3 separate regions of the Sus scrofa genome follow, and all the other regions are linked to region 3. The links are chromatin contacts, called in public Hi-C maps. All regions are on one chromosome and are shown on one strand. The core of a region is the stretch at or near the end of the contact, and the rest is flanking DNA. Distances in the headings are between cores, read along the strand shown.

Region 1 (4,083 bases), core at 1,487-3,986, 110 kb after region 3:
ACATACTTCCCAAAGCCTTGCTTTTCAAGTGCATATATTATAAATCTAGTTGAATGAAGCAAGATTACAGCCAAATATGGGCAGAACATGCTGAGAAACCTCAATTGTGATTGGCTCTTCATGTTGCCCCAACAAGAGAACATTGTGGTTTCAACGTCGGCCCCAGGAAGCCTTGAAATCAACTGAATGGTTTTTCAAACTTGCTCTTCATCATTTCAACCAGGGTCCCAGGCTCACTGCTATTGGCCGCCAGAGGAGCCCAGCCCTGAATCTGGGCTGACATTTTCCACCCTTGTTTGACAGAACATAATTAACGAAGAAGCCACACCCCAGTGTCTGCTACATTTGCGTCTCAAGAGGTTTCAATCCCAGCAGTGGGTTGAATTTCAGTTTTCCTTCTTGCCACACTGCCAATCTATACTGAGCAAGCCAACCGGCTTAAACCCTCTGCAAAGCAAGCTAGGGTTCAGCTGGTTTTCCAAGCCCCATTGAAAGGCCAGTGCTGGTAAAAACATGCGGACAGCATAGCGTCAGCTGGACCCAACAGCGATGACCTGAGATGATAAAATGCTTTGCAGCTCAAATTTCCACCAAGTGTTTTAAAATATTTGGCGTTTGTTGCAGGCCTGCAGGCCTTGTGTAATTCTTTGTTATCTGCGGCACAGGCACTCTTTTTTTTTTTTGCTCTTGTGATCAGATCATGAGTCTCTTGCACAATCACCCTAGGAACTCTGGAGGGATGGAGACTGTTAACCCCAGCCTCGTTTTGTGAGCACCCCAAGGCCTCTTTAGATAGCTCTGCCTTGGCTGGGTCTTCCCATCAATCATTTGCACACACGGTCAGGTCCTGTCTTCCAAAGCTTTGACAAGCAGCAATTCAATCACAAGTACTTCATTGGACATTGATGGATATTTTATTACCCCAGGGGACACAGACAGTGATGCAGTCACATCCGGCCAGAAGCAGAAAAGGACCAGGATTGGTTCACCTCCAGCTGCCCCTGCCCATGGCAGAGTGTGCACCAGCCGAATGACCTCAAAGGTCAGCTTGTACATCCGCTTTCCTTTGAGCAACAGCTAATCGCGTTCGCAGGCACCCTCCCCTTCCTGAAACCACAAACCCTGAGTGGCTACCCCGTCACGAACCCAGAGCTGAATTAGGAAGAGTGGGTTTGGGGGACCTGAGGGAAATTTTGGATGAGGTGTACGTCATTTTTCACGTTTAAGGTGAAGGCATTTTGTGCTGGTCTCTTTGGTAAAGGTCAGTGGTTCTGCCAACATGGACCTGGAGGGGTCATGTCCTTCTAGAACAACCTTGGAAAGTACCCGTGGCTGCACATCTGATCCATTTGCCTCTTGGATCTTAAAATTCCAGACATGGAGCTGCTCTGTGCGTTCCACCTTCACTTAAGACACTGCATGGGCACTATCAGTCCCTAGTACCACGTCTAACAAAGACAAAGGAAACTTACATGACTGAATTGGTAGAGCCACTTTGGAGGGCAGTCTGACAACGTGCATCAACAGCCTTAAAAGTATACCTAAAAAAAAAGTGCTTACACTTTTTGATCTTGAAATTTTTATTTCTAGGGTCCTACTTTTGGCCACTATTCAGAGACAGAGTCTAAAAATCTATGAACTGGAATTCCCCTTGTGGCTCAGTGGTAACGAATCCAACCTGTAATCATGAAGATGCGGATTTGATCCCTGGCCTCGCTCAGTGGGTTAAGGATCCGGCATTGCTGTGAGCTATGGTGTAGGTCCCAGATGCAACTCGGATGCTGCATTGCTGTGGCTGTAGTGTAGGCCAGCAGCTGTAGCTCCAATTTGACTCTAGCCTGGGAACTTCCATATGCTGCAGGTGCCCTAAAAAGCAAAGAAAAAAAAAATCTATGAACAGAGATGTGCATTACAGTGTTATTCTGGAGAAAAATGACATTTTCAGTGTCCCTCAATAGTAATTTTTGAATATATACGGCATGTTCTTACCATGAACAGAGCCATTAATAACCCATGTTGTAGGAGAAGGGGGGTAAGGTGGCTAAATTACCACATAACACAAAACAAAATTGAGTATCCAGAACGATATAGGTTTGTAAAAAAAAGAGAGAGAGAGAGAGACGGGTGTTTCTGAAACTATGTCAGGAGAGAGAAACAAACACTAAAAGGAAATACATCAAAATGTTAAGTGCAGCTTTGGCTGGCTGAGGATGAAGTTCACAAGGGCTTTTTGGTTTTGTTTTCATCACTGTGCCCTTCTGGATGGTTCGAAGTTCCCACAGGTCTTAAGGGTTGGTTTTATCATGAAAAATTCATTTAGAGAAAGAATACCCTTAATTAATTCATTAATAACATGAACATGGGAGAAAAGCAAGGCACTAATAGTCCAGTGGACACGCGCTGGAGGCTAGCATGGGCCCGAAGCCATCTGTCTCTACTCTGCTGCTTTTGGTACAGGGTCATGGGGAATCCATAGAATGTGCTCGCTGGGGCAGGGGGAGGGGAGGGGGAGGCGCTCCTTTCACACTCAGATGTGGAGCTGGGAAGCTGGCCCAGGCCTTGGCGAAGGAGGTGGCCCCTCTTGCATGCGAATTGAGGGCCGTGGGCTGCGACCATCCTCCCAGCTGTCTGAGCAAATGCAGGAATTCAGAGCTGACCAGCAAAGGAGGGCAAGAGACGAGGCCAGGGCAGCTGGTGTCCGGCGGAGACGGTCTTCTGTTTCCTGGAGTTCACACAGGGGAAGAGGAAGCCTTGCTCAACCGCAGAGCACGTTGAAGCAAACTGTGCTGAGCATGAGGAGGGGCCCCAGACCCCAGAGAGCCCCGGTCTGGGGCGCTGTGGCTGTGGCTGCTGTGCTGTTTTATCTTCAGGAAACTGCTCACCGCTCGCTCAGAATTCTGACACCACTGTTCACTGGGGGCCGGATGCCTGCCCTGAACTCACTGAACGTGTGTCCACTGTTGTTGCCCAGAAGAGCAGCCGCCACCATCCCCCGGAGAACACGCTGAGCTGAACACGCTGCGGGGCGGGGGATGGAGGAAGGTTATGTGAGCATTACACGAGGCCACATTCTCTGGGACTTGTCTCTCATGGGGACCGGCCTCAACAGGACAGGCTGCGAGCCTTCTGGCCTCCCAGACTGACTTGCCTCGGCCAGTCCCATCGGCTCCATCTCCAAGAAGAATCTTGCCAGCAGTCAGGAGGCTCCCTTCCTCGGCCCCAGCCTCCCTTGGAGGTCCCTCTGCCAAACTGGACTGCTTTGAGCCCTGGAGCTGTCCCAACCCCTCCCTAAGGCCTCGATGGAATGGCTAAGCTGAATGTGCAGTCTTCTCTGTATTGTCTTGTGGCATCTGTGGGCTGATGGATAGTCTTCCTAAATACCTAAAAATTCAAAGTACACGTTCTTCTGCCTCCTTGCTCAGCAACGGCACACAGGCAAAGCAACTGGTACCGCAGTGTGCAATCCTTCTCAGCAGGAAGCTTCTGGGGGGTCCCTGCAAGCATGTGCTAGATAGCCGTGGTTTCAGGGTAACAGCCAGGTAGGTCTGGCCACCGGAAATGTTCGCACTAGACACCCTCGCCGGCTTCTGTCTAACCCTAGTGTTAGGGAGAGGCCATCATTTTTCCACTTTGACAAAACCCGTTTGATTTCTCACACGGTATTTATTTTTTTCTGATTGCAAACCACGAAAAGGACCACAAACTGGATCCAGCTGAGGAGAAGCCGGGGCCTAGGGCCATTTCTCAGCTGCTCTTAAAGAATTCCTCAGACGGAGTCATTTTCCCTTGAGCCACAATCCCCCAAACTTCTAAAGAGACCACGTCTAGAGGAAGCATCTTGCTCTATGAAGGCAGCTGAGTGAGCCCTTCTGGGAAATGAAGCTAAATGACAATACCTTTTAGCTGCCTCCTCTTAGGAATCTGGTCTCAGTGCCAATCCATGTTATTTCTCACTATTGAAGAAGCATTAATGGCGAGTCCAAGGGCCCAAGGTTATTCGGACTCTTAGGAACCACACTTTCAGATCCCAGCGGCATCGGGTCAAGTTTTCCCCTTCCAAGGCAGACAAAGCCACCATTTGCG
Region 2 (4,229 bases), core at 1,522-4,021, 78 kb after region 3:
ACATGACAATATTGTCATTTAGGTCTGCAATCTATTGACTGTCTCTGTCACAGAGATACATTCTGGATCCTTAACCATTTTCCCTCTGCTTCAAAGAGAAATACTACCAACTATATACGTAACCACAGGACATTTCTATAAATCATTGGTTTTGCTTAACATAGGGCCTTCATTTCTCAGACTAAAAATAATATTTTATGTATTACATTATATTCTTACATGTCAACTGGTAGGAAGTCACATATATGTCAGGGAATCCTTGCATTGTGTCTGTTCCAAGGCAATGGGTTCATTGCCTTCTCTCATACCACTGTCCTACCAATGCAGTAACATTATCTTTAAAAGATATTATCAATTTTTTTTAATCTTAAAAACAAAAAATTTTTAAAATAAAAATAAATAATAAATAACAAAATTTCAATTAAAAAAAAAAAGATGTTAGATGGATCTATCATCATTCCTTCCAAAGAGCCATCACTCGATACTGGTGACGACTATTTCTTCTATTAAGAGCTCCGAAAATCAAACCTTGGGGAAAACATTTTTTTTTTCTTTTTTGGCCACCCTGTGGCATATGGAGTTCCTGGGCCAGAGATCAGACCCGAGCCATAGTTTCAACCTAAGCCACAGCTGCAGCCATGCTGGGGATCAAACCTGCTGCAGAGACAATGCCCAATCTGTTGCGCCACAGTGGGAACTCCAAACCTTGGATCATTAAGCGAGGCTCTTTTCCATTGGCCACCGGTATTCAGAATCCCAATTCTGATCTTCAGTCTTTTGATGCCCATTTCATTTTCTGAATCCTCAATGGTGGGTTAGTTTTGTCAGTTTCTAAGTTATCTCTTGTTCTAATAAGCAGACTCAGAAATCTTTACAAATATCTTTACAAATACTACCACTCATAAATTTTGAAAAGACTTGGAAAATCAAACCACTTGAAGTATGTCAAATGATTCTCATCAAAACTACGCCTGAGGTAACATTAGGTAATATTACTTAAACGTAAGGTAACATTCCCATCCATCCCTGTTGAATATTTCCTTCTCTTTTCTAGAGACACCAGACCTTCCTTGTTTCAAAGGCTTTTTTATTGAAATAACCATGTTAGATCTTTTGTTTCCCCTCTGATCTAGGACATAATTATTCACTCCCAATTTTCTTCTTTTTGCACAGTATTCTCTTAAATAATTACTAGGCGGGATAAGATGGCCTTGCGATTTGTTACATATCCCCCCAAGGCACAGTCTTCTGAAAAATCAAACTCTAGTTGTGAAATGGCTTCTGACCATATTTTTCTTCAAATGGGAAGATCAATTATATAATCATCTCTGGCACAACTTCTGACTCCTTTTGCAATATCATTCTTTATATGACTCAATCAAGAAAAATAATAGTTTACTTCCTTTTTCCACAGTCACCTCCCACGCAGAATAAAGTTACTATGGGCTATGAGACCAAAATGATCCAGGTTTTTTGGAGACCCTCCCACTCACCAAAATCTCCTAGCAGCCTTTCCTATTTTTTTTTTTTTTTTTTACTTTTCCTACCACTGTAAGATGAAATGGTAGCAAACAAAACAAAACACACAATGGCATTATTGAAGGCTTCTCTAATCAAATTTGTACTTCGATGAATTCTTCAAGTTTTAAGTTTTTCAAACACGTGTGAGAGCTTAACATTTCTTTCAAAAACCTGGACCAACAGTCCTTTGTAAGTTTTTTCCCCATACAAAAGGTTTATGTATGTGACTTTCTGTCCATTTGGTTTCTCAGACTCCATGTTGTGTGAGCTACTTGTTCTCTCTTAGTAATGCTTTGGATCTATGGAAGGATTCTTTCATTGTGAAACTTGCACACAGCATAGTTTTTGTTTTTCATTTTCTGAAATCACCGGAGATGCTGGTTACATCAGGGTTGTGTGCTGGTCCCTTCTGTCTTTCTTTTTTTTTTTTTCTTTTCTTTGTGGGGAGGGTTACACCCATGGCTTGCAGAAGTTCCTGGACAAGGTATGGAACCCACACCACAGCAGCCATAACACCAGATCCTTAACTGAGTGAGCCACCAGGGAACTCCTCTCTTAGCTTCTTGAATTAGCTCATCCCAATATTCTAACCTCCATGATGGTAGAGACTGCTTCTCTCTGGCTTCCGCTGTATCTCTTAATACCTAGCCTAGGACCTAGTAGATTATAGTGCTCAATCTGCATTCATGGACATAAGGAATTAGTCCCTTCCCCTAAAGATCATGGATAGAGTATGAGCCACCCGTTTGTTTAAAGGATCTCAAAGTGCAGCTAAACTTTGCTGGGCCAGGGTGTAGAGATAGAAATCTGGAGGTTTTGGGTGTCCTAACCCCCCCTGGCTATGCCATGAAGGCCAATGACATTCTGCTCAGGGAGAGTTTAAATGCCCACATAAAAAGGGTCAGCTGACGATTCAGAGGTTGACCGATTCCCTGAGTCCCATCCATGGGCTCTAACTTAAGAGCCTCTTGTCTCAACTGTCCATGAATGATTACCTGTGATGAGACAATGCCCAGGACCAAGAGCCCACAAAGGGGGCTTCCTGAGTGGTGGCAGTGTGGGGAGCTGAAACAGAGACCTAGAGATCACTGCCAGCCAAGGAAGGCCATGGGCAGACTGTGAAGGGCTGGGGGCAGAGGGCAAGCTTAAGAAAGTCTGTGGAGGAAGAAAAAGTGGGGAGATAAGGCTTACTCAGCACAGAAGTCTTCCCTCAAACATACACTGTAAGCAAGATTCCTGGGGTGCCCTCCAGTTGAGCTCTGCTGTCTAAGAGGAAACTGACATGTGCAACTGCCCCAGGTCTGGGAACCTAATGCCCAGTGTCTCCGCCTTCCACTTCCCAAGCCAAGTGGGTCATCGGCTGCAGCCTTTCTGTGCAGAGTGGAAAGGAGAGACAATTAGCGGGAAAAATGAAAATCTAATTCAATTTGTCAACTTTTTTTTTTTTTTTTAGGGCTGCAGCCCCGGCATATGGAAATTCCCAGGCTAGGGATCAAATCAGAGCTGCTGCTAGCCTACACCATAGCCACAGCAACGCGGGAGCCAAGCCACATCTGTGACCTACACCAAAACATGCGACACCGGATCCTTAACCCATTAAGCGGGGCCAGGGATCGAACCCGTGTCCTCATGGATTACTAGTCGGGTTCGTTACTGCCGAGCCACAACAAGAACTCCAACTTTTCCTTTTTATGTTGGCCACACTCGCAGCATGCAGAACTTCCTGGGCCTAAGATCAAACCCCCACCACAGAAGTGACCGTGCTGGATCCTTAACCACAAGGCCACCAGGGAACTCCAACAATTTGTCACACTTTGCTCTAGCATCTACTTTGTTTTGACCAGGCTAGGAGCTAGGGATAAAGCAGGGACACTTTCCTCTCGGAGTGCACATGGCCCCATGTCCTGTGTTTCAGAAGTCGGGAGAATGATGAGTGCATCAACAGTCCTGTGTGCCCCTCAGCACCCTCCTGTAAGAGCAGTGGTATACCATCAGGGGCAATTTTGTCCCCTAGGGGACGGTGGGCAACGTCAGAAAACAATTGTGGTTGTCATAACTGGAGGCAGGAGAGAAATGTCTAGCAGCATCTCTGGTCTCCACCCACTAGTTTCTAGAAGTCTCTCTCTCCTGCCTCCAGTTATGACAACCACTAAGACCCATCCAGCCCGAGATGTCAGCAGCGTAAGAGGCTCTGTGCATTTTCAACAGCTGATCACCTATGTTCACTGCCTCCTGGGTTGCTTGATGTGTGATGGGAATGAAGGGTTCTACCACGAGAATAACCAACAGGGAGAACACACAATTCCCCGGGCATGGTCTTCAGAGGAAGAATTCCACCTGCTCCCCCATGTCGTGGCAGCCGAAAAGTACCCAAGATGCAGCGACACAGCCCCGGGAGCTTTGTCTTTGGGGTAGGTGGCATCAGAAGGTGCACGCAGGGAATACACCAGCACGATTAAAATCCATCTGAGCCAAACATCATCAGATCAGAAGAGAGAGTAATTGTGGGACCAGCGGTGCCGTGTCCCTCATCCTGAGCGACACGGAAATGGCTTTTGCATCATGGCTGTTCCCTGCCTGCCGCCGAGCAGTGCAGCCAACTAGGAAAGGCTGGGATTCCCTTACATGTTGTTTCCACTGGGGACAGGAATTTGAAGGGCCTGGAGCTCTGGAGTCCTCTGGTCCATAAGCCCAAACTGCTTGCCTGG
Region 3 (4,169 bases), core at 109-2,608:
GCCATCGTGCCAGGGCAGGCTTTCGCTCCATGGCCTTGGCACCTGCTACTTCACCTTCCAAGAATGCTCTCCCCCCAACATCTGCTGAGATCCCTTCCTCCACTCTTTGCTCAAACATCTCTGCAAACATCACCTCCATGGATTGACCTCAATAAAATTGCGTGATCATCAGGACCCCTGTCCTTCTCTACCCTTTTCCCGTCTTTCCTTTTTTTTCCTGCATCGCTACTAGAATGTAAGTTTCACGAGGGCGGGGTTTAGGTCTATTTCATTTCCTGACTTGTACACAGTGCCTAGAATGGTGTCTAGTGTATATATCATGGTCTCAATAATTTCGTTAAGTGACTTAAGTGATTTTAATGCAGACCAAGCATTTTACCCATTGGGTTGTGAAAAAGAATTTACCCAAGGACTCTTTAGTAGTAATTTTTCCCCATTAAGGCCTACTCTTCGCACTGCAATTTGGGCAACAACTGGCCCGGGGGTAGGGGGTGCGGGGGAGGGAGATCAAGCGAACCCACAAGGGCACACACACTTGTGAAGTCTACACTGAATAAACAAATGTCTCCGATGACTGTTTCTTTTACCCTGATTTTAAAAAGCGAAGTAAAAACAGAGAGCCGTGTTGTGTAGTTTATGCTGGTTGGGTTTGGAGCAAAAGCCAAGGACGAAGGCATAAAAGAACACTTTTGCATAAAGATTAGCCCAGGTGGGAGTGTCACTCAGGCATGAAAAGTTGTCCTGTGGCCTATGATTCGGAGCTGTTGTCATCAGGTTTCATTTTTTTGCTTTAATTTTTTTTTAATGATTTTTATTTTTTCCATTAGTTGGTTTACAGACTTGGTTTCACGTTGCAAAGCAGACATGAAAAGAAATGGTATTTGGTCCCTTAAGTTGAGGGGAAATCAACTGAGATGGAGGTGGGCCGAACCTCAGCAGGCTTTCCACACACCTGCAGCAGGAAGACTGTGTGAGAGATCACACCACGTTCCCTCTAGTCCTCTTTCTAAACTTTTTATTTATTTTTTGGCTGCGCCCATGGCACGTGGAAGTTTCTGGGCCAGGGATCAAACCCCATGCCACAGCAGTGACCAGAGCCACAGCACTGACAATGCTGGGTCCTTAACCTGCTGTGCCACCAGGGAACTCTGTCTTTATGAACTTTGCATGAACTAATGTCCATTGTCCTTTACCCACAAGCAAATGGACTGGCCACCACCCTGACCCGCTGAGACGTGCTATTACTTTAGACTTGTGTATTTGTAACTCTTGTCTAATTTTATTCCCCCTGCTCTGAAAAACAGAACAGCTGCTAGTTCCAGCTTCCTGGCTGTTCTCGCAGCCTCCCCTTCCTTCCTGTCCTTCTACCGCAGGCCTATGTCATTTCTCTTAAAGCAAGTTTTCAAAACATCAGGATAGATAAAGATCTGAGGACCATAATTTTTGTATACTTCTTAAGAACTTTTTTTTTTTTGGTCTTGGCTCCTGTATCCCTAACAATGAAACTGTGCCAAGAATTTATTTCGATAGGAAAGCCAAGACATGTCCCCGTGCAACTAAGAGCAGATAAACAGCTTTCAGTTTAATCCTAAGAAGAATGAGCAAATGGACAGCGATGTTTGGTTTAGTGTTTCACTAACGTAATCCCTTTCTCATGCAGGGATACTGTCCTGGGACTTATTTGTGTGTGAGTGTGACTGTGACTCTGTGTGTGTGTGTGTGTGTGTGTGTGTGTGTGTGTGTGTGTGTGTATTTATTCTCCTGGAACATGCGGCTTTTGGTTCTGGTGGTATTTAAGGTCTTTTAGAAAATCCACGTGAATGACCAAATTAAAGAAATCCCACCTCAGAGTTCCCGCCGTGGTGCAGGGGTTAATGAATCCAACTAGGAACCGTGAGGTTGCGGGTTCCATCCCTGGCCTCTCTCAGTGGGTTAAGGATCCGGCGTTGCTGTGGCTGTGGTGTAGGTCACAGATGTGGCTCGGATCCTGCTGTGGTGTTGGCCGGTGGCTACAGCTCTGATTGGACCCCTAGCCTGGCAACTTCCATATGCCACATGTCTTTGGTGCCAAAAGACCAAAAAAAAAAAAAAAAAGATTCTAGATGTGAGACTCCTTTAACTGATCCAAAGCAAACTGAAGCTGCCCTCGGGACAATTACGGTAGCTAATTCAGTTTCGGGATGGAATTAGACTGACAACTTCAGATAGCTGCAAGATGGGTCTGATCCCCCCTCTGAATGTTGAAATGAGCCTGAAGGGAGGATGAGTGAAAGTGAATGATTCAAAGAAATACCAAGAATTCACCAGCAAAACGGACTTTGGGAACCGAGAGCCATAAATTACTGATGAATTACTGGAAAGTCTAGAAAGTTTACGGTGACAACCAAGGAAATAACATTTCTTAACTCGGGGCATACATCTCTCCCCAGGATCCTGGTATGTGGCACAGCTCTGATGGCTGAAAGGGGGTGGTTTGGGCAGTAACAGATTCACAGGGAGGAGAAACTGTCCACACAAATTCTGAAAGGAAGAACTACACTGGGCCATCAGTAAAGGCCAGAGATAGACCCAGGAATCCTGAAAACTACGAAGAATAGGATACACTGAATAAGGACCATCAAGCAGATGAAGAAGTAGCCTTCTCAAGTTAGCCGAACTCCTGTTGGCCTCTCATTAAGAAACAGCAAATCTGTAAGGATAACCTGACCCCCTTGCTGTACAGTGGGAAAAAAAAAAAAAAAAAAAAGAAACAGCAAATCTTAGTTATTAGCTTTTTTCAGAAGATGAACATTTTTTCCCATTGAACTCTTTCATGTTATCCAAAAGTCCCCAGGAAAGAAAAATGATAGACATTCATGGGCTTCATATGAAAGATCTCAGAAAGTCCAGTAAACATATTTTCAACTCTCAGAGCTTCTGGTAAATTTCAGTTTTTATCTCAGACCTACAGGGCTATAACTTTTATGGAGAGTAAAAGTTACAGGAGTTGCCCAATAACTGGCAATTTTTAAGAGCCTTCATTGACTTGGTTTCTTTTATTACCAGGAAATTTAGTTTGAATTTCCTGGGAGGCTGCGCATAGGATGGTGTTCGAACAGAAACAGGGAATTCCCTGTTGTGGCACAGCGAAAAAGATTCTCACTAGGAACCATGAGGTTGCAGGTTCAATCCCTGGCCTCGCTCAGTGGGCTGAGGATCCGGCGTTGCCGTGAGCTGTGGTGTAGGTCACAGACATGGCTTGAATTTCGCACTGCTGTGGCCGTGGTGTAGACTGGCAGCTGTAGCTCCGTTTCAACCCCTAGCCTGGGAACCTCCATATGCTGCAGGTACAGCCCTAAAAAGACAAAAAAAAAAAAAAAAAAAACCCAAACAGGAGAGAAAAGCTCTAGGGATGTCCCCAGATCTGCAAAGGGACAAGCCCACCAGTGGCAGAAATCATTAACAAAAAGAGTCCTTAATGGAGTTCCCTGGTGGCTCTGCAGGTTAAGGATCCGGCGTAGTCACTGCAGTGGCCCAGGTTGCTGCTGTGGGCATAGCCAAAAATAAAAAAGAAAGAAGAATCCCGTTGATCCATATGGCTGGCACAGTACAAGGCCTTCAGACACCTTCTCGGCACAGATACCTCTGCAGCAATTAGCATGAGTGCTGCTGACTGCGTTTCCTGCCCTTTTAGCCCCTAGATCAACAGCTTCCTCCAACAGTTCAGACTCCCTTCAGTTTCATCGCTGGCTTGAGGGCCCCCTGATACAATGGAAGGTTTGGGTTCTTTCTTTTTATCATTTTTTCCTTTTACAGCCACGCCTGCAGCATATGGAAGTTCCAGGCCAGGGGTGGAATCAGAGCTGCAGCGGAGGCCTATGCCATAACCACAGCCAAAGCAACACCAGATCTGAGCCGCATCTGTGACCTACACCACAGTTCATGGCAACACCGGATCCTTAACCCACTGAGGGAGGTCAGGGATTGAACTCGCATCCTCATGGACACTATCTCCGGTTGTTAACCCAGTGAGCCACAGTGGGAACTCCTGTTTGGATTCTTTCATGTCCCCCTCCTCATTCCTATACTCTGGCTGGGCTGTCATCTGGGGAAGCTGCAAGTGGCAGAGTTGGGGTCCTGGTCTCAAAATGGTCAAACTGTGGCCCCAAAGCCACATGGGCCCTCAATAA

The links. A called contact is a pair of places that touch in the nucleus more often than the background predicts.
Region 1: a Hi-C map of retroperitoneal adipose tissue shows a contact between it and region 3, with 1.6 times the contacts expected there. The contact joins two enhancer-like sites. A contact is called at or near these places in 4 of 47 Hi-C or Micro-C datasets (alveolar macrophages, embryonic fibroblasts, fibroblasts and 1 more) and 1 of 2 datasets of contacts at active chromatin or transcription factors (skeletal muscle).
Region 2: a contact with region 3 is called in a Hi-C map of retroperitoneal adipose tissue, with 2.0 times the contacts expected there. The contact joins two enhancer-like sites. A contact is called at or near these places in 13 of 47 Hi-C or Micro-C datasets (blood, embryonic fibroblasts, fibroblasts and 7 more) and 1 of 2 datasets of contacts at active chromatin or transcription factors (skeletal muscle).

The regions. Positions count from the first base shown.
Region 1 is chrX:9,750,899-9,754,981 of Sscrofa11.1, reverse strand. No RefSeq gene overlaps it. Among named protein-coding and RNA genes, the nearest start is that of TMSB4X, 100 kb to the right of the region's middle. Within about 2 kb of position 2,736, at least 29 of the 83 cell types and tissues checked have an H3K27ac peak or open chromatin away from gene starts, as enhancers often do. A contact at or near this core is called in retroperitoneal adipose tissue, where this site is marked.
Region 2 is chrX:9,784,218-9,788,446 of Sscrofa11.1, reverse strand. The region is part of intron 2 of LOC110257721 (a long non-coding RNA gene); the gene reads right to left. Among named protein-coding and RNA genes, the nearest start is that of TMSB4X, 140 kb to the right of the region's middle. Within about 2 kb of position 2,771, at least 5 of the 83 cell types and tissues checked have an H3K27ac peak or open chromatin away from gene starts, as enhancers often do. A contact at or near this core is called in retroperitoneal adipose tissue, where this site is marked.
Region 3 is chrX:9,860,725-9,864,893 of Sscrofa11.1, reverse strand. All of the region lies in intron 2 of LOC110257721 (a long non-coding RNA gene), which reads right to left. Among named protein-coding and RNA genes, the nearest start is that of TMSB4X, 210 kb to the right of the region's middle. Within about 2 kb of position 1,358, at least 25 of the 83 cell types and tissues checked have an H3K27ac peak or open chromatin away from gene starts, as enhancers often do. A contact at or near this core is called in retroperitoneal adipose tissue, where this site is marked.